Linked DNA regions of Mus musculus: region 1 is linked to region 2. Evidence: chromatin contacts called from public promoter capture Hi-C data. All regions are on one chromosome and are shown on one strand. The core of a region is the stretch at or near the end of the contact, and the rest is flanking DNA. Distances in the headings are between cores, read along the strand shown.

Region 1 (3,190 bases), core at 472-2,971, 570 kb after region 2:
CAAGGGCATACGCAGAGCTGGCCTGTACCTCCAGGCCTGGTCTCTTAGTCCCAGCAACAGGCTGCTATGCTCGCTGTGAGCACAGAGGGCAGCAGAGCCTTGGAATTCTTCAAGCTGCGCCTTCGGTGTTCAGACAGTGGAGGCATTTGGCCAACAGCACAGTAACCTCTAGCTGCCATCTCCCCTTTCTCCATCAACTGCAGAGATGAGGAAAAGGCTAAGTCCTGCCCCCTAGCCTCTTTCAAGGGCACCCCACACGCACCCTAGCAGTTCTGCTGATCATCTTCAGAAGAGAAAAGGGTTCCCAAGGACACCCTCTGGAAGATTCTCCTCTCTTAGATATTTGGTAGTCAGCAGGATAAGTACAGACATGGAGCAGGATGGTTGGTAACCAAGGTCACCAAAAGAGGCATGTTACAGGTAAAAGGCATACAGTTGGCCTTGGGGCCTGCCGACCACAGGGCAGGGAAATAGGCTGTCATGGCAGTGAGTAGTATACTCAGGGTCTTTGGAGTAGCTAGTTCACGTAAAGAGCTGAAATGCTAATTGGCCTCACTTTGTGCCAGTAGATTGTAAGAGCTATGCTGAGTCGTAGCCCTGCTGAAGGCTTCAGCTTCCATGTCTCTGATAACTGGGAGCAGTGGGGCTTCTCCTTAACAGAGGGTCAGCTTGTATGGCTTCTCCAGGATGCATTTGGACTTCTGTTCTTCTGTTGTCCAAGCGTGGTATGTAACAGAGGCCTCAGTGTGCAAGCCTTTCACTCAGATTCCTTAACGTGGGACAGTTTTTGTTTCTTTTTCTCTAAAATATTCTGTAATCCAAATTTAAACATAACCAAACACACTCGGAGCCGCTGGGCCTGTGCCACTGATGCTGAGAGCACTGTCGGTGTTTTTAAGAGCTACTGGTTGGGAGATCAAGCATGAGGCTCTGAACTCAATCTCAAGTACCACAGCATCGGCAGCAATGAACTTGATGCAATATTCTCTCAGATCCTCTTTTAAGGAGGCTCTTCCATCTACCTTACACTTCCTTTCTTCCATGTCAGGTGAGAGGGTGAATACAGATTCCCCAGGGAAGACGTGGGCTGAGAAAGGTAAAGTGTGGACTGGACTATAAGAGACGCCGTGACCACTGTTCTCACAATATATTTGTTAAGAAGGAAAAACACATTTTTAGAAGAAATTATCTAAAAACCTGTATCTTAAAGGCTATAAAAGAACATATAAAAGACCGACTGGATATTTTTTAAAGTCAGCTGATCTGGAGAGTAATAACAAATGACATAGCAGTCATGTTAGTCTGCCCGATCTTGGAAGGGTCCCTGCATGGCTGCTCTAAGTTCATGATAGCACAGCTATGTCACAAGGGCAGAGTTCCACAGCACATCTGAAAGTCCATCTTAAAACTACAAAATCGAGGACTATAAATTATGTTTTTGTCTGATTATTAACTAAAAATTGAAACCACTATGCCAATCAGAAAAATCTAAATAAAAAATACACTGCCCTGTAGCACCATTTCTCAGGGGCCACCACTCAAGGTGCTACTAATGACTGTCCAGGAAAGCCCCACAGGCACACACACCATAGGTACAGCACTAGCAGGAAGCACCATTTCTCAGGGGCCACCACTCAAGGTGCTACTAATGACTGTCCAGGAAAGCCCCACAGGCACACACACCATAGGTACAGCACTAGCAGGAAGCACCATTTCTCAGGGGCCACCACTCAAGGGTGCTACTAATGATTGTCCAGGAAAGCCCCACAGGCACACACACCATAGCTACAGCACTAGCAGGAAACTAGTGTAGAATTTGTCTGCAGGACTCATCTCCAGAATTGGGAGCTTTCAGAGGGCGGTCAATGTGCTTCTGGCAAGTGATCCTAGATTCACGCAGTGGCTAAACCCTGGGAGCAAGGACAACTGAAACAAAGCTCACACAATGTTCTAAGTAGTCTTTGAGTAGTAACAGCAAAAGGTGCACTCTCTCTCCTTACCATTTCTTTTCTTAGCTGTTACTTCTTAGAGCTCAGAGGAAGACAGAAGGTAAAAGGCATTGCAGACATGGGAGGAAAGAGACATACTTAGCATTGTAGGATAAGACAACAACCTAGACTCTTCTGCCTACTTTACCACTGCAGAAAACTCCAGGTGCCTGAAGCTTCCCATGCCCACCTCTAGATAGTGTTCCTGACAGCTGCAGGGGCAGAATACAGGTTTTATGTGCATATCTTATGTCCAGGTACTACATACATATCAGGGCACGTACCATGTGGCTCTTCAGGGTATATATAGGATGTAGCAAGTCTCACCTCTTCTGTTGTCCCACGCATACAGCTCCTTGATCCCTAGTTCATTCAGGGACTTGGACAGCTCCAGCTCCTCCCCGGCAACATTGTCTCTGAGCAGAATCACGTGTTCTGGGTTGACCTCACACTTCGCACAGATGACTGGCAGAATATTCTGTAGTGGCACCTCAGGGCTCACCCGCACGACAGCCTTCTGCGTTCTCAGGTAGTTCACTACCAGTCGTACAGATTTCTGCAAGAACACACCAGACATATGAATTCTATGAGTGCATCTTCCTGCAATTGTTTTAATTTCTGTTTCAATTCTAGGATTGGGTATGGCAGGATACTTCCAGCCCCTGATCTTTCTTCCACAAAGTTGGTGGGTCCAGGGGAAAATAAAAAGAGCATAATGAATACTGGAAAATAACTGAACAGAATATGAGATGTTTGCTAGACTCTCTCATGTTAATTGGCAACTGCTAAACAACAGGGAAAAACTGGCATGGTTGAGGTATCTTAGTTTAAATTCTGTCTAAATGTTCAGCCTTGCACAGAGTCTGCCTAAACTTGGGTACAAATCATTTGTATTTTTTTCCTAAAGGAAAGATGTTTGTAAATGATAGAAATAGTTTTAAGAATAAATCTTGTAAAACAAAACTGCTTGCTTAAGAAGTCAAAACATTACATGAATATATGGGTGTATATATGAATATATGTTTATAAAGACTTTATAAGTACATATAACATATATACACAGACATATGTGTGAATACAAATATATGCGTACAAATGCACTATACATTTTTTATACTAAGCCAGAAATGCATTTAATTTTTCTCAAATACCAGACATAATAATCAGAAAGAAAAACAATTTCTCTAAATTTGCTGATTATA
Region 2 (3,196 bases), core at 558-3,057:
TACAACACCAGAAATAAGAACCTGAAGGAAGCCAGGCATGGTGGCGCACGCCTTGAATCCCAGCACTCGGGAGGCAGAGGCAGAGGCAGGTGGATTTCTGAGTTCGAGGCCAGCCTGGTCTACAGAGTGAGTTCCAGGACAGCCAGGGTTACACAGAGAAACCCTGTCTCAAAAAAAAAAAGAACCTGAAGGAGAAGTAACTTGGAAAATATCCTCCACAAAGGTTCGCAATGATTATAATTATCTTTATAGCTTCATTTCAGTCTATCACCTAAAATCACCTATTCTAGTCATTCTCCAAAAACTGTCCTCTTCCACCACCATCTTTGTATTTAGAAGTTATCGACCAAGTTTTCCTTCCTTTCCAGTCAGTCATATCCCACAACTACATACAACCCAAAACAGTCTGTTGCTCAATGACACAAGTACTGACCGTATTATCTAACACTTCTAAGTCATTTTAACCTTTGTGCTTGATAGAAATCTATAAAGTATGGGCAACCGAGTTACATTTCAATTTTCTTTACTTTGTTAATTTTCTGATTAAGAATGTTTTGGTCATTCAAACTAGACAGGAAGCTTCTGCAAACAAGAACTACTTCTCATTGTATTTAGATTTTCTTTAGTACGTAGTTCATGGTATCCACTAAAATGATTAAAAACTGGAGGGCCTACTATATTCCAGACATCATTTTTGAACTTTACAGAACTCTAGTTTACTAGTGGCAAAGTAGCATAGGAATTTAGAACACAGGATCTGAAGCTGTAAGACCTAGCTTTAGACACTGGACATAAAAGTTTTAATTAATTGTAATAAATTGGGGAAGTCTGAGAGCAACTTGCAGGAACTGAATTTTCTCTTTTTACCAGGACAGTTCTTAGGGATTCAGGTCCTCAGGTTCGGCAGCTTTGACCCACTAAGCCATTTCCCAGGCCCTGAATTCTGAATACATAATCTGTTCTTTCAGCAGTGACTCTGAGAATATCTCTTAAGCTATGTCGTCACCTGGGGAGAAACAGCGTGCACCATTATTTAGCTGACAGGTTGTTGCATTATAGGGTCCCCAGAACTTAGAAATATGATAGATTATGAATTATTATTTCTTCCCTTTGGAAGGTTCCCCCCTCAGGCCGTAGCGACTGCGTATGGCCTGGAACCAGTTATCACAACTGAAAAGTATCTTTAGTCCAACTGCTCGGGGTCAGGAGTGTGTCTGATTTCTAGGTATTGACACATACATCAGGTAGGGGACTCCATTCTAAATACAACTCACGTATACTTAAAATATACATTAGCTACATAACCAGACGGTTAACTGTAGATACTATTTTCTGAGCAGGAATGAATTTAAAAAAAAAAAAAAAGTTTCATGATGAGGATGTTATTTTAGGCGTCAAGTTCAGATGCTGGAGCATTTCTGATTTTCGGAGAAAATTCACCTGTGTTAGTATTGCCGAAAGCACGAAACTCAAAATGAGTACATTTAGGTGGCAAACCAGCTACAGCATTCCCAGCAGTCCTAGCGGGGGGTAGCTGTGGCTGACTGACCCCAAACCGTCACGCCCAACGGCGTCCCTCAGCCCCAGCCGCCGTCTGGCCGCGGGCTTCCCAAGGCCACCCTCTCCGACAACCCGAGGCCAAGAACGGACAGAAGAAAACAAAACCAAAGTACACCCGGCATGGCAACCACAGCCTCCGCCCGCCGGCTTAGCGGCGAACAGCAGCCTACCGGGGCCCACCTGTGCTCCCTGCCGGGACCGCAGCCACCGAAAAGCGCGCCTTTCGAAGTGCGCCTGCGCGAAGTGACGGCTCGGCCCGCGTTGCGCATGCGTGTAGAGTAAGGGCGGCTGAGCGCGCGCTGCACGCAGCGTGAGGGCGGAGTCTCGGAAGGCCTGAGGTCACCGCCCAGGCCTTAACGCGGGAATTTGGGTTTCCGGCCCGCGCTCTATGAGGGAGATTTAGCCCGCGCGGTGGCGATAAATCTAAGCAAACCCTTGGCTTCCCGTTCACTGCAGCCTTAATATGTTCTTTTTGCCGAGCTAGGTGCTGCAAAGGCACCTAGGCAGAGGCAGTGAGAGAGGAAAGAAAGCTCAGGAGTGTAGAGAGCACGAGTCCCCTGGGAGGGCGAAAGCGGCCCGGGAGGGGGAAGGGGAGGTGTAGCCTCCGGGCCGCCACTCCAGAGCCTGCCCGCCCCGGCGCCCTCCGGCCTTAACCAGTTCAGCAGCAGCTATCAAATAGTGAGACTCGAATACAGGAAGGTTTAGCAAAGGCTACAGCCAGCATTAGACGGAATACCGAGATTACCGAAGTAGTAGCTGGCAGGGGTCCAGTAAGAACTGAAGAGCTTTTTTTTTTTTTTTTTTTTAAAAAAACTAATCGTAGGTAGCTAAAACATGGACAGTCCTGGAGTCACCGAGGGAACTTTCCCCTCATAGCTTTGGGCCCCACCTCACCCCACCCCCACCTCTCTATTACCAACCAAGACGGCTTGCAATTTGGGGAGAGGTCACCAAGGGTTAGGTTCTTAATTGTTTGTATAGGCATAACAAGCCATTGGGTCAGGCTCCAAGCAGTCGGGAGCTGATTGTCAGAGAGGGGAGAGGAGGGGGGCTGTGCTGGGTTGTTGGGTGGTTTTTTTTTTTTTTTTTTTGGTTTCTTTGTCTACAACCCTCATCGCTAAGCCTGCCTGTTTTCACTGGGAAAACTGTACTTTTCTTTTATTCATCCTATCTCCTTCAAATACTGACCAACACTCCTAACCCTGCTTGCTCTACGGCTCTGGGCATTTTTAATCAGGCTGAAGACCTTCCTTACCCATGCAGCCATTCCCAGGCCTGCATTGTTGAGCCTGCCTGCCTTTCTGACCTTTAACTCCAAAAGCATGGTCTCTTTTCCCCTTATCCGTCTGCCTCCTCCAGAGGCTGCCAACATGTCTAGCTTGTCTTATTTTTCCCCTAAATTCAAAATTGCCTTTCGGTTTCCTACTGAGTCTGGGTTTTGTTTTGTTTTAATTATTTTTTTATAAGACCAGGAATCCTGCAAAAAGCAACATTATTCTCTGGCGTCCGTCTTTTTTAAATTGGCTTTGTTAGGCTCACAACCCAGTGTCTACTGTGGAAGAGTTTAAGGCTTAAGCTATGCAAGTAGTAAACTTGCTGACCGAGAACACAAACTGCTTTTGATAGACTCTATTTT

What was found. Promoter capture Hi-C pulls out the DNA fragments that hold promoters and counts their contacts.
Region 1: a contact with region 2 is called in a promoter capture Hi-C map of hippocampal neurons, with 5 times the contacts expected there. The contact joins the enhancer-like site here to the promoter of Fignl1 in region 2. A contact is called at or near these places in 14 of 39 promoter capture datasets (the 3T3-L1 cell line, 3T3-L1-derived adipocytes, the SN4741 cell line and 8 more), 1 of 15 datasets of contacts at CTCF or cohesin (the NIH/3T3 cell line), 35 of 484 Hi-C or Micro-C datasets (the AML12 cell line, the C3H10T1/2 cell line, MC3T3-E1-derived osteoblasts and 26 more), 4 of 115 datasets of contacts at active chromatin or transcription factors (embryonic basal ganglia, embryonic forebrain and embryonic stem cells) and 2 of 9 other capture datasets (adipose tissue and liver).

The regions. Positions count from the first base shown.
Region 1 is chr11:12,373,495-12,376,684 of GRCm38.p6, forward strand. Cobl (cordon-bleu WH2 repeat) reads right to left here. Exons shown (of 15, transcript NM_172496.3): 4 at 2,316-2,544. Among named protein-coding and RNA genes, the nearest start is that of Gm30596, 9.4 kb to the right of the region's middle. Within about 2 kb of position 1,722, at least 20 of the 459 cell types and tissues checked have an H3K27ac peak or open chromatin away from gene starts, as enhancers often do. A contact at or near this core is called in the AML12 cell line and beige adipocytes, where this site is marked.
Region 2 is chr11:11,807,155-11,810,350 of GRCm38.p6, forward strand. It overlaps Fignl1 (fidgetin-like 1), which reads right to left and starts at 1,808. Exons shown (of 3, transcript NM_021891.3): 1 at 1,741-1,808.